Linked DNA regions of Triticum aestivum: region 1 is linked to region 2. The links are chromatin contacts, called in public Hi-C maps. All regions are on one chromosome and are shown on one strand. Each heading gives the region's core, a stretch centred on a gene start, on an enhancer-like site or on the middle of the called end of the contact. The rest is flanking DNA. Distances are from core to core; before and after follow the strand shown. Region 1 holds the start of LOC123048899 (DNA excision repair protein ERCC-1). Region 2 overlaps LOC123048854 (protein HLB1).

The links. Hi-C and Micro-C count contacts between places; a contact is called where the count stands out from the background.
Region 1: a Hi-C map of leaf shows a contact between it and region 2, with 5 times the contacts expected there. The contact joins the promoter of LOC123048899 here to the enhancer-like site in region 2. A contact is called at or near these places in 2 of 5 Hi-C or Micro-C datasets (both in leaf).

What each region holds. Positions count from the first base shown.
Region 1 is chr1A:329,838,228-329,844,556 of IWGSC CS RefSeq v2.1, reverse strand. It overlaps LOC123048899 (DNA excision repair protein ERCC-1), which reads left to right and starts at 3,487. Exons shown (of 9, transcript XM_044471921.1): 1 at 3,487-3,793; 2 at 3,869-3,938; 3 at 4,043-4,146; 4 at 4,703-4,802; 5 at 4,911-4,987; 6 at 5,375-5,474; 7 at 5,809-5,880; 8 at 6,050-6,118; 9 at 6,305-6,329. The coding sequence starts at 3,528.
Region 2 is chr1A:329,120,264-329,127,567 of IWGSC CS RefSeq v2.1, reverse strand. It overlaps LOC123048854 (protein HLB1), which reads right to left. Exons shown (of 14, transcript XM_044471881.1): 7 at 6,963-6,992; 8 at 6,627-6,689; 9 at 6,453-6,518; 10 at 6,207-6,323; 11 at 6,082-6,117; 12 at 5,616-5,735; 13 at 5,334-5,495; 14 at 4,988-5,239. The coding sequence ends at 5,129. Among protein-coding and RNA genes, the nearest start is that of LOC123048854, 7.5 kb to the right of the region's middle. Within about 2 kb of position 1,262, at least 1 of the 8 cell types and tissues checked has an H3K27ac peak or open chromatin away from gene starts, as enhancers often do. A contact at or near this core is called in leaf, where this site is marked.

The DNA of each region.
Region 1 (6,329 bases), core at 2,238-4,737, 710 kb before region 2:
GTCAAATACATATTCCTTCGACTATGAGATTATGCAACTCCTGGATACCGGAAGAATGCCTTGTGTGCTATCAAACGTCACAACATAACTAGGTGATTATAAAGATGCTCTATAGGTATCTCCGAAGGTGTTTGTTGGGTTGGCATAGATCAAGATGAGGATTTGTCACTCCGAGTATCGGAGAGGTATCTCTGGGCCCTCTCGGTAATACACATCATAAGAAGCCTTGCAAGCAAAGTGACTAATGAGTTAGTTGCGGGATGATGTATTAAAGAACAAGTAAAGAGACTTGCTAGTAATGAGATTTAACTAGTTATGAAGATACCGACGACCGAATCTCGAGCAAGCAACATACCGATGGACTAAGGGAATAACGTATGTTGTCATAACGGTTCAACCGATAAAGATATTTGTAGAATATGTAGGAGTCAATATGAGCATCCAGGTTCCGCTATTGGTTATTGACCGGAGAGGTGTCTCGGTCATGTCTACATAGTTCTCGAACCTGTAGGGTCCGCACGCTTAACGCTTGATGACGATTTTGTATTATATGAGTTATGTGATTTGGTGACCGAATGTTGTTCGGAGTCCCGGATGAGATCTCGAACATGATGAGGAGTCTCGAAATGGTTGAGAGGTAAAAATTGATATATAGGACGATAGTATTCGGACACTGGAAGTGTTTCGGAGGGTACCGGGTACATATCGGGTCTGAAAGGGGTTCCGGGCACCCCGGCAAAAGATATGGGACTAATGGGCCAAGAGGGGAAACGCAGCAGCCAACAGGGGCTGTCGTGCCCCCCATATGGGCCGAATCAGAGGAGGAAAGAAAGAGGGGAAGAGAGAAGGAAGGGGAGAGATTCGCCCCCCCCTTCCTTCCCTCCTCTCTCCTCCTTCCTTCCCCCTCCGGAAAATAGGGTAAGGGGGCCGAATTGGACTAGGCCCCCAAGTAGGATTCCTCCTACTTGGGGTGCCCCAAGGCTGTTTCCCTCCCCCTCCCACCTATATATACGTGGGGAGGGGGCACCTAGAACACACAACAACATCTGTTAGCCATGTGCGGCGCCCCCCTCCACAGATTACACCCTCGGTCATATTCTCGCGGTGCTTAGGCGAAGCCCTGCGCGGATTACTTCACCATCACCGTCACCATGCCGTCATGCCGACGAAACTCATCTACTTCCTCGACACTTTGCTGGATCAAGAGTTCGAGGGACGTCATCGAGCTGAACATGTGCAGAACTCAGAGGTGTTGTACGTTCGATACTTGATCAGTCGGAACGAGAAGAAGTTCAGACTACATCAACCGCGTTGTCAAACGCTCCCGCTTTCGATCTATGAGGGTACGTATACACACTCCCCCCTCTCGTTACTATGCATCTCATAAATAGATATTGCGTGAGCGTAGGAAATTTTTTAAAATTGCATGCTATGTTTCCCAACAACAATGTGGAGAAGGATGGTCGCAAGGTGGGCATCCCTTGATTCGACGGCTCGTGACCCGATTGATCTTTGCCAAAGATCAGCCATCCGACATGTAGTGTGGTTGTTATTAAAATGTAAACAATTAGCTATTTTCGGTCGTGTGGATGTCACACATCCATACATTCCTATCACTGGGAAAAGGAACAAAGGAATCTCTAAAGATGATATGCTCTCCAGAAATTGAGGGCTTTGGTGCATCGTTGGTAGATTGGATGTGTGGGTCGCGGTTGTAAAAGGGCGTTCGCTTTTTCAACCGCTTGGATCCAGCTATTGGATGCGTGTAGATTTTCTTATGTCATGTGTCACATATACAACCACATATGTGACACACATGTGTTGCTGATTGACGATGGATCCTATGTCCTATATATACCTAAATAGTTGTCCTTGTTATCTCTTTTATCTTAACATGTACACATGTCGCTTCATTAAAGACCCATCACAACATGCATGAGATTATTATTTTCATTATTAGTTGATCTCCATTACTTTTATCTATCTTAACATGCACATTCTTGAAATATATTGCCCGTCTTTTTTTTTTGAGCATCAGTACAGACTCAAGCGCTCATATACACGCGCATACACTCACCCCTATGAACGCATACACACATATCCTACCCCTATGAGCACCTCCGAGAGACTGAGCCGGCGTATCATCTTGAGATTTACGAAGTCACCGTAGGCGTCTCGTCGTCGACGGGAACGTCTCCTCCCACTGAAAGTGCATCGCCAAAAATCCTGAAATAAATCCAGGAATAATGCGAGCACCAGGATTTGAACCCTGGTGGATTGGGGATACCACTGTCCACCTAACCAACTCAACCACAGGTTGATTCGCAATATATATTGCCCGTCTTCCTTCATCAGTTTAGACTTTTGGAGCAACTGACTGGAGCATGAATTCAATATGGTATCCGAGCCAAGAGGTCTTGAGTTCAAGACCCTGCCAACACAGTATTAAATAAAACAATTCTGCGACCCGCATCGATCCCACGTCTAAAGATTAAAATAGTCTAGACGTGAGGGGGAGTGTTGAAATAATTGCCCGCCTCCCCATCAGTTCGGACTTTTCGAGCAACTGGCTGGAGCATGAATTCAATACACATATCCCACCTTATCACACATGCCACCTCATTAAGGGCCCACTCATCATGCATGTGAATTTTTTCTATGTATTATGACATCACTTATATTCAACAAATATTTTTCAACTATAATTTGGATCGAAGGGAGTATATATTTTTAGTTTTAGTTCATGTGTTATTAATGCAATTATTCATGTTTCATACGATCAAATCATATTGAAATATATTGCAACTAATTCCCACAACAAAGCGCGTGGTATCATATAGTATCACATACTACCTCCGTCTCGTTGAATAAGTCATTCACGTAGTTCTAGGTCGACGATTTAACTATCTAAATATGTAGAAACTACATCCGTGTAAAAATCTAGTGATATATTTTTCATGACATATAACACATATTTAATTACTCAAATCGGTGACCTAGAACTAGCCAAATGACTTATTCATCTAGACGGAGGTAGTATGTAGGATTAGGAACACAACGGTCACCATCGCCCACCACTCCAAAAAAAAAATCATGTCCAATCTAAAAACAAGGACCAAGCCAGCGACACCAACGACCTGCAAAAATAAATGACACAACACACACACATCATTCAACAAACATCGACAATAAAACAGCTAAAAAAAGTACACAACCGACGCAACAATATTTTTTTAATAGTCGCAGCAAAGTTTTTCTTTTGAGGTCTTGTTTTTTTTTTTTTTGAGATCAGGCGCAGCGAAGTGCGCGTCAACTTCTAGTCCAAATTGGCCTCTTAGGCTCATGGGCTATCATCATCATTTAAAAGCATCCAATATTTTGTTAGTCCATGACCGGCCCGTAGCGGGAGTCTTAACAGATCGAACCGTCGCAAGGAGCCCACAATAGCCTGATAGTCCCACGCTGCAGCGAGGCAGTCGGTGGACGGACCTGCGGGTCGTCCCCTCCCTTGAGCCCCCCCGCGCGCCATGGACGGAGAGCAAGGTCGGCAGCGGCCTGACTCCGGCAAGAACCTCATAAAGATCCCGTCCTACCAAGAGGTCTTCGGTAACGGAGCCGCTGCCTCCTCCTCCTCCTCGACGCCCCCCTCCTACAACCCTCCTCTCCCCAGCGCCGCCGCTGCCGCCGCCGGCTCTTTGTCGTCGTCGTCGTTCTCCGAGGCCTTCTCCTTCCTCAAATCCTCCGAGTTCTACTCCCCTCCCCCGCCGCCTCCACAGCCATCCACCGCCCCTAGGTACCATCTCCCTCGCCCTCTCCTCGGATTCTCTCAGTGAGGCCTCACCCCTCTAGGTTCGGTTTCTTTGAACAGGCCGCCTTTGGCTGGCGCCACCACTACGCCGTCGCAGAGCAAGAACGCCATTCTAGTGAGCAATAGGCAGGTAATGGAGTGTGGTGATGATTTAGTACTTTTCTTCTTATAATCAATCTTCTCCCCTTTCTTTTGTGTTAAATTTGGAGTCTTTGTTCGTTTCTCACTTGGCAGAAAGGGAACCCATTACTGAAGCACATCAGGAATGCGAGGTGGACGTTCGCTGACATCGTTCCGGACTACGTGATTGGGCAATCATCATGCGCACTATACATAAGGTTCTTGCTCTATCATTCTATTTGTTGGTTCCTTTGTCTCGACTCGTTTTGTATTAGAAGAACAATGCCAAGAAGGCACAAAGTAGAACACAAACAAAGACAAGGATAAATAAACAAACAGAAAGAAGGATGGCAGGGAATCGAAGTAAGCCTAAACTAGGCTATTCCACCAAAAACAGAGAGGTGGCGAGGGACACCCTCTATTTTGTTTGCTGGTTTCACTGCATCTGCATGTATTGTTACCATTGGGGGCCAATACTAGAACCAGAGATACGCGAAAGTACTGTGCATCTAACAGATACATTTCGCTAGGGGCGTTCGAAAACAGGGTTTACTGCCTGCTTCCCTTTTTCATGGGTTCATGTGGAACCGTTATTTGAACACCCTAGCATTTCATATAGTGCACTGCACTACCAATCTGTTAGACAACAAGTTTGGAGCAGTAGTACTGCAATCTTAGTGATCTGCGTCACCTGTTGCTAGTAAAGGTTTTGTGCCCCGGTGTGTGCCGTGAGGTAGTGGCATGATTCTTACCATGTAACTTTGGTCAATGCAGTCTCAGGTACCATCTTCTTCACCCAGACTACTTGTACTATCGGATAAGGGAGCTCCAAAAGAATTTCAAACTCCGTGTCATCTTGTGCCATATTGATATTGTGAGTTTGAATCATCTGACCAACATATTTTGCTTTAATTGGGAAATGAAGTTTGAGACATCTCAAAAAGGTTATTTATTAATCCATGTTCATATACTTCATGATCAGGAAGATGTAGTAAAGCCTTTACATGAAGTCACAAGGACATCACTGCTGCATGACTGCACCCTTCTGTGTGGTTGGAGGTATTATTCAGAACATTCTTATATGCTGGGATTATGCAATACCATGTTTAATTATGTTCCCTTTGTTTTAATTCTGTACTGTTGCATTGGTTCTTTATAAATGTAATTGCAAATTTGCAATTATAAGATCTTGTTTAGGTTCCTTTGCTCTGAAATAAAACTGTGACCGTGCACTGCTTAGTGATCTCATTATCTAATACTTGTTGAGCATTTTGCATACGAAAATTAAATTCAAGAGTGGAATAGTGGATGTAAGTACATGTTAAAGAAATGCTAATAGCTCTCCAACATGCTAACTGGAAAATTTTAGTAACAACATGATGATGTACTGATTTGGTTGCAAAGGCTTACTAAGATGCTCTTTGACCAAGCTGTTCTCTCTTGTAGTCTGGAGGAATGTGGCAGGTACTTGGAGACTATTAAAGTGTTTGAAAACAAGCCAGCTGACAGCATTCGCGAGCACACAGATAATGATTATTTATCTCGGGTATGCACCCTTACAGTTACAACATGGTTTGATCTATCTATCTCATTAACTGGACTGGGACGGATTAGTAAGTATGTTGAGTAATTAAGATTTGCGGAAAAGAAATCCCGCAACTTCAGCAATACTCAGTATTGCTTTTTCATTTATCAAGTTCCAAGCATTGCAAGTGGTTTCAATACAGAAGTTATATCGTCCTTTTGGGCTGCTGTAACAACGATAATTATTTGGTGGTTTCAATACTCAATTATATTGCCCTGTTCAGAGTGTCCATTGTGTTAACAATGATCATTATTTGGTGTGTTACTCATTTATGCTGTGGTTCTGGTTTTGGCAGTTCACTCATGCTCTTACATCGATCCGGCGTGTTAACAAAACAGATGTTATCACACTTGGTTCGTCTTTTGGGGTAAGATGGAATAAGAACTGGAACTATTACATTGTCTTCCATAATCTATTGGATATTGTTGTGTGCAGCTTTATTACTGTAAAAATGGTAGCATTTCACCCGGCAAGATCACCCATCAAACAAAAACAATTCACAGTATAATTACACGCATCGGGTCTTGTATTTGCAGTCACTTTCCCGAATCATGGATGCTTCTATGGAAGAACTAGCTCGTTGTCCAGGAATTGGCGAGCGGAAGGTACCACTTTAAACCTCCAATTTTATTTGTCATGGTTCATGTTGTTACCAACATTTTTTTTCCCGATCATCCCATAGATATAATAAGCTACAACCATGTGTCGTGTCTGCATTGCTTTGCTTTTCCGCTTACTAACATGAAAGGCCATGTTTCGCTAGGCTAACATGTAGAGTTTGTCGAATGTAGGTAAAGCGACTTCATGATACTTTTC
Region 2 (7,304 bases), core at 13-2,512:
CGGCTGCCGATCTACAACATCAACTTGCCCTTCTTGCCCGAGGTGATCCCTTTGCCCTTCCCGTCAGAGGCGACCTTTTTTCCCTTCCCGTCAGTGGCGACCTCCTTGCCCTTCCCATAAGTGGTGACCTCCTTGCCAGCCTTGTTGTTGCCTCCCATGACGAGCTTGTGAATCTCCATTGAACAGACAAATGTGAACTAGTGCTCGAATAAAAAACGCACCACACATATGATCAAGATCGTTCTAGACGACTCCGACGAGGAGGAGGTGCACCAAGCATTGGAGATGGTGGCGAGGGTTTCTCAGGCTGGCTGCTCTACAATGCCCCTCGAGATGGACGACTACAAGCTTGAGCGTAGGCTACCACGTGTGTGTCCAAACCATCGTATTGATTCGAAACCCTCAAATTTTCTACCCCATGTGTGTGAAAACCCTCGAAATTCCTACCACGTGTGTGTGAAAACCCTAACCCTTGAATCGATTCGAGGGTTTGTTCAAACCCTCAAAATTCCTACACCATGTGTGTGAAAACCGTCATCCCAAATGAAGGCTAACCTTTAATCGAAGGAGAGAGAGGTGGGGGAAGAGGAGAGTGAAGCGATGGGAGAAGGGGAGGGTGAGCGGTGGGAGGAGGGTGAGGGGAGTTATGATGCTGCTTGGGGAACCAACGCGGCTTCTATCGCGTGGGCCCATGCGTGCAGCCACCATAACCCACACGCGTCCCCTGCCCCCCTTGCGTGCATTGGGGCTGACTTGTTAGAAACGGTCGATTCGACCGTTCCTCGTGAACCGGGCCCAGGTATACTTTAATCATCGTGTCATGCAGACCTAATAACGTTTGCAGACATTCAAACAACCAGAAAATGAAAAAACCTGCATAGAGCGGCCTGATTAGACTTGGTGCGGGTAGCTAAACGCCTCCTTGAACACACCTGCAGCCGTAATCATATACGTAGGATTACCGGTCACGTCATTCCAATGCATCGCGTGGCTCGTCACGCCGCCTGTCCGTATCGGATCGACGACCGAACTATCTAACCAGTAACACCCATCGGCGGGGGAGATTCATAGGTCAAAATCAACATCATCTACGAGCTATCTACCTAGCTGTTGCACTGGATTTTTCTCGCACGCATCATGCCGCCGTGGAATATTATCGGAAGATCTGGCGATCTCGTTTTCAAAAGCTGATCGGCCCGTCGGAAAGCTATGGCTGGCGCCGTCCGCCCCCCAGCCTGGGCTCCACCGTAGCATATGCATGCGCGCCCTCGTGCTCCGCCGTCGTACGTACGTACAGCGACCGGCCCGCGTGTACGTACGTACGTACGTCTTCGTCGAGCGCCCATAATTTGACCGTGTGTTTCCGTCGACGTTTTGGGCTGGCTGGCCCGCTGGTTGATGCCTTGATGGGTACTGCAGGACGGAGGCTCGGATGCTCTGATGGGGTCGTGCCGTCATGGCGATGTGTGTAATCTCGGACTCTCGGTAACGATCGGTGAGCTCGTGAATGATGATGATGATGATGGAGAGGTTAGCATGACTGCGGCTGGTAGATGATTGATGGCGGTGACGATGGGCATGAAAGTGACAACAAATGTGTTCATGACATAGCCGATGTTGAAAGCGCCCACATTGACGTGCATTGTTGCATTTGCGTTTGCGGGATGGTTTTAGTTTATACTAGTCGACTTTGCCTCGCAACATACGCGTTGACGCATAAGGTGTTTTTTTTTATAACGAATGATTGTTATTAGAAGTAATAAAATACCCCCTCCGTTCCAAAATATAAGAACGTTTTTAACACTAGCATAGTATAAAAAAACGTTCTTATATTCTGTGATAGAGGGAGTAAATAACATGGTAAAAGGCTCTCAGCGAAGTGATTTTTTTTTTGCGAGGGCTCAGCGAAGTGATTAAATGCAAAACCGCAAAAGGCTCTCGTTCTCGCTTTTCTTGGTGCAGGCAAAAACCTTCAAGGAACATTTGAAAAAGAAAATAATAATCTCAAGGAACATTTGGAAGAAAGATAATGGCCCATGCCATACTTAGCTAATTAGGGTTCCGGGGCCACGAGGCACATCACGGTGATGCTCTATCTACACACTAAACATGCTCAAAGGCCATCAGTTCTTAATTTTCACATAAAATAATAATGTTTTAAATATATGAAATATTAGTTGTGATATGCATGAACCTTTTTTGCAGCATATGGACATTTTTTCACATACAAGACAATTTATTAAATAAAATACATGAGCATTCTTTTGTGATGCATACATTGCTTTTAAATTTATTTTTTTGATATATGTGAACAGTTTTTGCAACATGTCAACATTTTTTCGCATACAATAACAGTGTAACAAAAAATAAATAACATTTCTAAGATACAGGAACATTTCTTTTAGAATAACATTTCTTATGATATGCATGAACGTTTTCTTTAAAATGCATGAACTTCTTTGGGCTGGCTTTGGTGCGGCCCATTAACATGTTTCCGTTTGTCCTTGTTTTTTCCTCAAATGAAAGAATAACTGTTATTGTATAACACGTTATTACATCCAATATATAGTATATTGGACGTAATAATGTCTTGTATTATGAGACAAAAGGAGTAGTTTTCACATTTTGGATGCCAGGCCAGGCCAGGAAGTCATGGACCAAAGAGACTACTCATAAATAAATAAAAAGAACCAAAGAGACTAAGAGAAGCAACGCTCCTTCTCTTTGTTCTTTTCCAATCCAACAAACAATCGAGATTCCAAGACCACTACCGCCTCCGGAACGAGCCGTTGACAAGCCGCTATCGCCGCTTCTCTACTCGAGTCGGCTTGACCTTGTCGATGACATCTTGGAAGTTTTCGTGCATGTGCCCCTAAGGACCAGCGCACTGGAGACGCAATAGTCGTTGTTGAACTTTTGAACAGATCTAAAGCACTTGACACCAAATCTTGCCACATGACGAGAAACCCTTTGTACTTGTGATGAAATTTGATAATAGATATGGATCATTTTCATAAAAAATGTTCAACAAACAATCGCACACGTCATCTCCAAGAGAAGATTGGCAGCATACTGTTGTACATGTCTTTATCTAAAATGGATATAACAAGTACAAAAGAACAATGCACCTTTAGTTATGTTTCGATGAAAAAACAAACCCTTGAATAAGTGCTAGGTTCAAACAGAAGCTAAATTTTGGGGCCTTTGGCGAACTGAAAATCGGAGGATAGAGTTTCAAATTTAATTGAATCCGATGTGTTGGATTTTCTTTGGATGGTTCTATGTACCAAGTGCGGTGATTATATCTTGCTTCAAGTGAGACGAAAGGATCTCTCGCGTCAAGCGTGTACATTAACGGGCCAGCTCACTCACGCGGGAGATCGATCCTAGGATCTTCAGGTTGCTTCGTAGCACCGTTAGCCACTGAGCCAACATAAAGTTCATGCTAAATAAGCAGGGCTCGACCCACAAGAAGGAAAAGAGTCAGTTTTCTTCCTTTTTTTTTCCTTTGGTTTCCTTATTTCTTCTCCTTTTTTTTCTTTCGTTTTCCTTTTGGTTTTTCTTTTGGGTTTTCATTGGTTTAACATTTTTTTAATACATGGTCAACATTTTTTATACACATTTTAACAATTTTCAAATCCTTGATTAACATTTCAAATACAAGATTAACATTTTTTGAATACATGATCAACATTTTTCCTCTATGCACTTTTATACTTTTTAAAATGCTTGATACAAGATTAAATTTTTTTTAATATATGCTCAATTTTTTTTATACATATTTATCATTTTTCAAATACTTGGACAACAATTTTTCAAATGCTTGATTAACATTTTTATATAAATGATCAAATTGTCCCAGTATTTTGTTAATACATGGTCAACATTTTTTTCTATACAGATGCAACATTTTTCAAATGCTTGATTAATATTTTTAAATACTTGTTCAACATTTTTCTCAAATGCTTTATTAACATTTTTATATATATGATCAAATTTTTCATCATTTTTAATACATTGTCAACATTTTTTCTATATACATTTAACATTTTCCAAATGCTTGATTAACATTTTCTAAATACTTGCTCAACTTTTTTTTCAAATTCTTGATTAACATTTTTTAATACATGATCAAATTGTTTCATACACATTGTATTTTTTTGTATACGTGATAAACATTTTCTGTATACACATTTAACATTTTTCAAATGCTTTGGTCATCATTTTCAAATGTTTATCACTGATTTTTTAATATATTTATTTAGAATATTTGGAAGTATAAACGAAAGTAAAAAAAGAACCAAAAAGGGGAAAACGTGAAAAATAAAAATAAAAATTGAGGCTGTGTCTCCCGCGTGCCTGGGCCGGCGCAACTCGCGCAGCGACGGTTCCCTCTGTCTCGCGTGAAGCATAGGGGTGCCCTGTACCAAGTGCCAACCCCCAGGTCTCTCCTCCAGCGCGAGGCCTACGTACTTGTACATGGGCTAGCTATTGACCACATGCATTTTCATCTTTTAATGTCATTCTCTTTCCAACAATATGCCGAGGGCCAAGGCATAATAAGGTGACAAAGCCACGGTGTGTTCAGTGATCTTCTCAGCTATTAGGGTGAGGGGCTCATGCGGCTGTGCATATCCTTTGAGATTAATCCAACATATGGAGATTTGTTTTTTCAAAAATTTGTTTCTCTACTAGAGTCATGGTGGCACATCAAGATACAAAATGTGAAGCTTGGAAACATGGGTGTCAATTTATGCCCATGGATATTGAAGTGAGTGTGAATAGAAGGTTTCTGTGGGTATGGGTTTGGGCAAAAGGGGGTTGTACCCACCCATACGCTACAGATTGTCATCCCTACTTGAAAAGACGGTTTTTGACAATTAAGTGTAGACTTTACTTTATCTTTCCTCGAAAAAAGAAGACAACTTTACTTTTATCTTAATGCATCTGTTATAATGGCACAACATATCTTACCAAGAGGAAGAAATGAGTTACCGATCAGCATCTCTACTTCACATAAGCCATGAGATAAATCAACACAGGTAAATCCACAAGAGAGAATGAATTGACAATGAGCCTACACAATTTCTGAGCCTCTATTCATTGTGCAGTTTTTCTGTATGATATATTAGCCAGTAATAATACCAGCAAGAACGTCACTTTTCCCTCTTGCAAATATAGTGTAGACTAGGCATAAAGCATCTAGCCAACTGTCAAGAGCCTCCCAGCTATCAGCAACCTGTCACAGATTCCATTTGTAAATGTTGTAAAACATATAGTATTATCTGTACTCCAATAGAACAAACGAATAAAAGCAACTGGCAGATACATACCAAGAACCTAGGTCCATGAACAGTATCTACACAAAGACCAGCACCAGGTGGCAATGTTAGATCAGCGGATGCTGACACAGAAACAATATCCTCAACAGCTATTCGGGTAGGCTTTCTTCCACTGTCCGTTGATTGTGATGGAGGCTGGCCAGAGGCATCGGCCTACAATTTACAAGAAAACCATAAGATTCAGAAAGGCAAGGTCACAAAAAAAAGCAGAAACAGAAATCAGTAACTCCAACTTTGCACTGGAATAATTGTCCAAAATAACAAGGGATGAACCTTCTGGAGTCCCTCATGGTTCAGAACAAACTGTGACCTCTCCCAATCAGTGTGTGGTGCAATGGCATTGTTGGCTGGAGGAGCGGTCAAATATCCCACTTTGAGGTATGGCAAAGGCAACTGCATCGTTTAATATGACAACAAGACCAAAGTTATTCTTCCATAATCAATGACAAGATACGATGCCAATGCCATCTAGAGGGCAGAAATGTGTCAAAATTGACAGCCGACAAAGCAATATTCAAGAAACCAATTTAACCAGGTTCAAAGCCCTATCCCCTATCCCCTAGGCTACTAGCTTTCTCATGAATAGAGCTTCGCAAAAGCAGTTCAAGTAAATTGTAAACAACATAACTTGGAAAGAAAATACACATATCACAGCCACATCAACTTCTTAGCTATTACGTATAGGTAACAATAGACCGATAAAAATGAGTATCTGGAAATATGTACAACTGAATCTTACCATCAAGCGGACTAGTCGCAAAGCACTGCGATAGACCTGCATTAGATGAAATAACGCTACATGAATCCTCAGCTTTTTACACATAAGAAACATAACAGGCAGTTAACAGAAAAATTAACAATTACCGAGTAATTTGGTTTCAATGCATGAGCAGCTGCAACATAGATAGCAGACTGACTGTAAAGCTCATTAGGGGATACGTCTGGCCTCCCAGATCTCATGGTATCCTCAGCTAAACCGTACTGCAACATTAAGAAGGGCACAGAAAATGTATTCAAACTGAAGAGCTCATGTCGATACACTAAAAGTGTGTCAATATGCACAAGAACCATAGTTATCGAGTGAGTTACTATGGAAGACAGGAAACGTACCAAGACAGTTCCAAGGTTGTATATAGCCCGATGGAAATCAAATTGCAATTGGATAGCAACACGAAACTGATGAGACAGCGGGAGTGGGTGTCAGTAATTTATCACAGATATATCTTTTAGTGAACAAATCATCGTAAATCATTCCCAGACCAAGTAATAACAATATGCATATACCTTACTTATAGCTGTTTTTATGATGGTTTGTTTCTCCCGAGCAGGAACAATGGCGCTCAGTTCCTGCATTGTAAATTCATATTCTTACAAATGAAATGATAATGCTGAAAAAAGGCTTTCACCCCGTTTTATATATAAAGCCACAACCGATACAGATGACGCACACAAACGCACACCAACCCTTCTAGGGATACCAGCTATGCAAGAGAAGCTCAAACAGCAAAATAGGTAGGAACAGCAAAATAGAGAAGCTCAAATGAAAGGATAATGAGCGAATAGGTAGGAACATTCCAGTCCCAAAAAGCAAAGATAACAACACCGTTACAAGATAAGTACCTGTAGTCCAAGGCCCCAATTATTTAGAGCCTGCAATTAGAGAAGCAAACAAGTTAGGGTAGAAGCAGCACTAATATGATAAGTGAATACTTAAAAAAAATCAAAATTAAGAAACTGAAAATCATAGTGATTTCATAATGTTTCATCTCATAGCTTTGCTCCAAAATGCATAATGGAGACAAATAAATACAAAATAATAAGACTGACTTAAGGTAACAAAAGATATTCTGAACACGCATCAAAATGCATGCCGTTGTTATTAATAGAAAATCAAAGCAAAAGTGCAAAACCAAAACAAGACTAGGAGAAGACATACTCTAATCTACAAAAAGAGAGACGGGC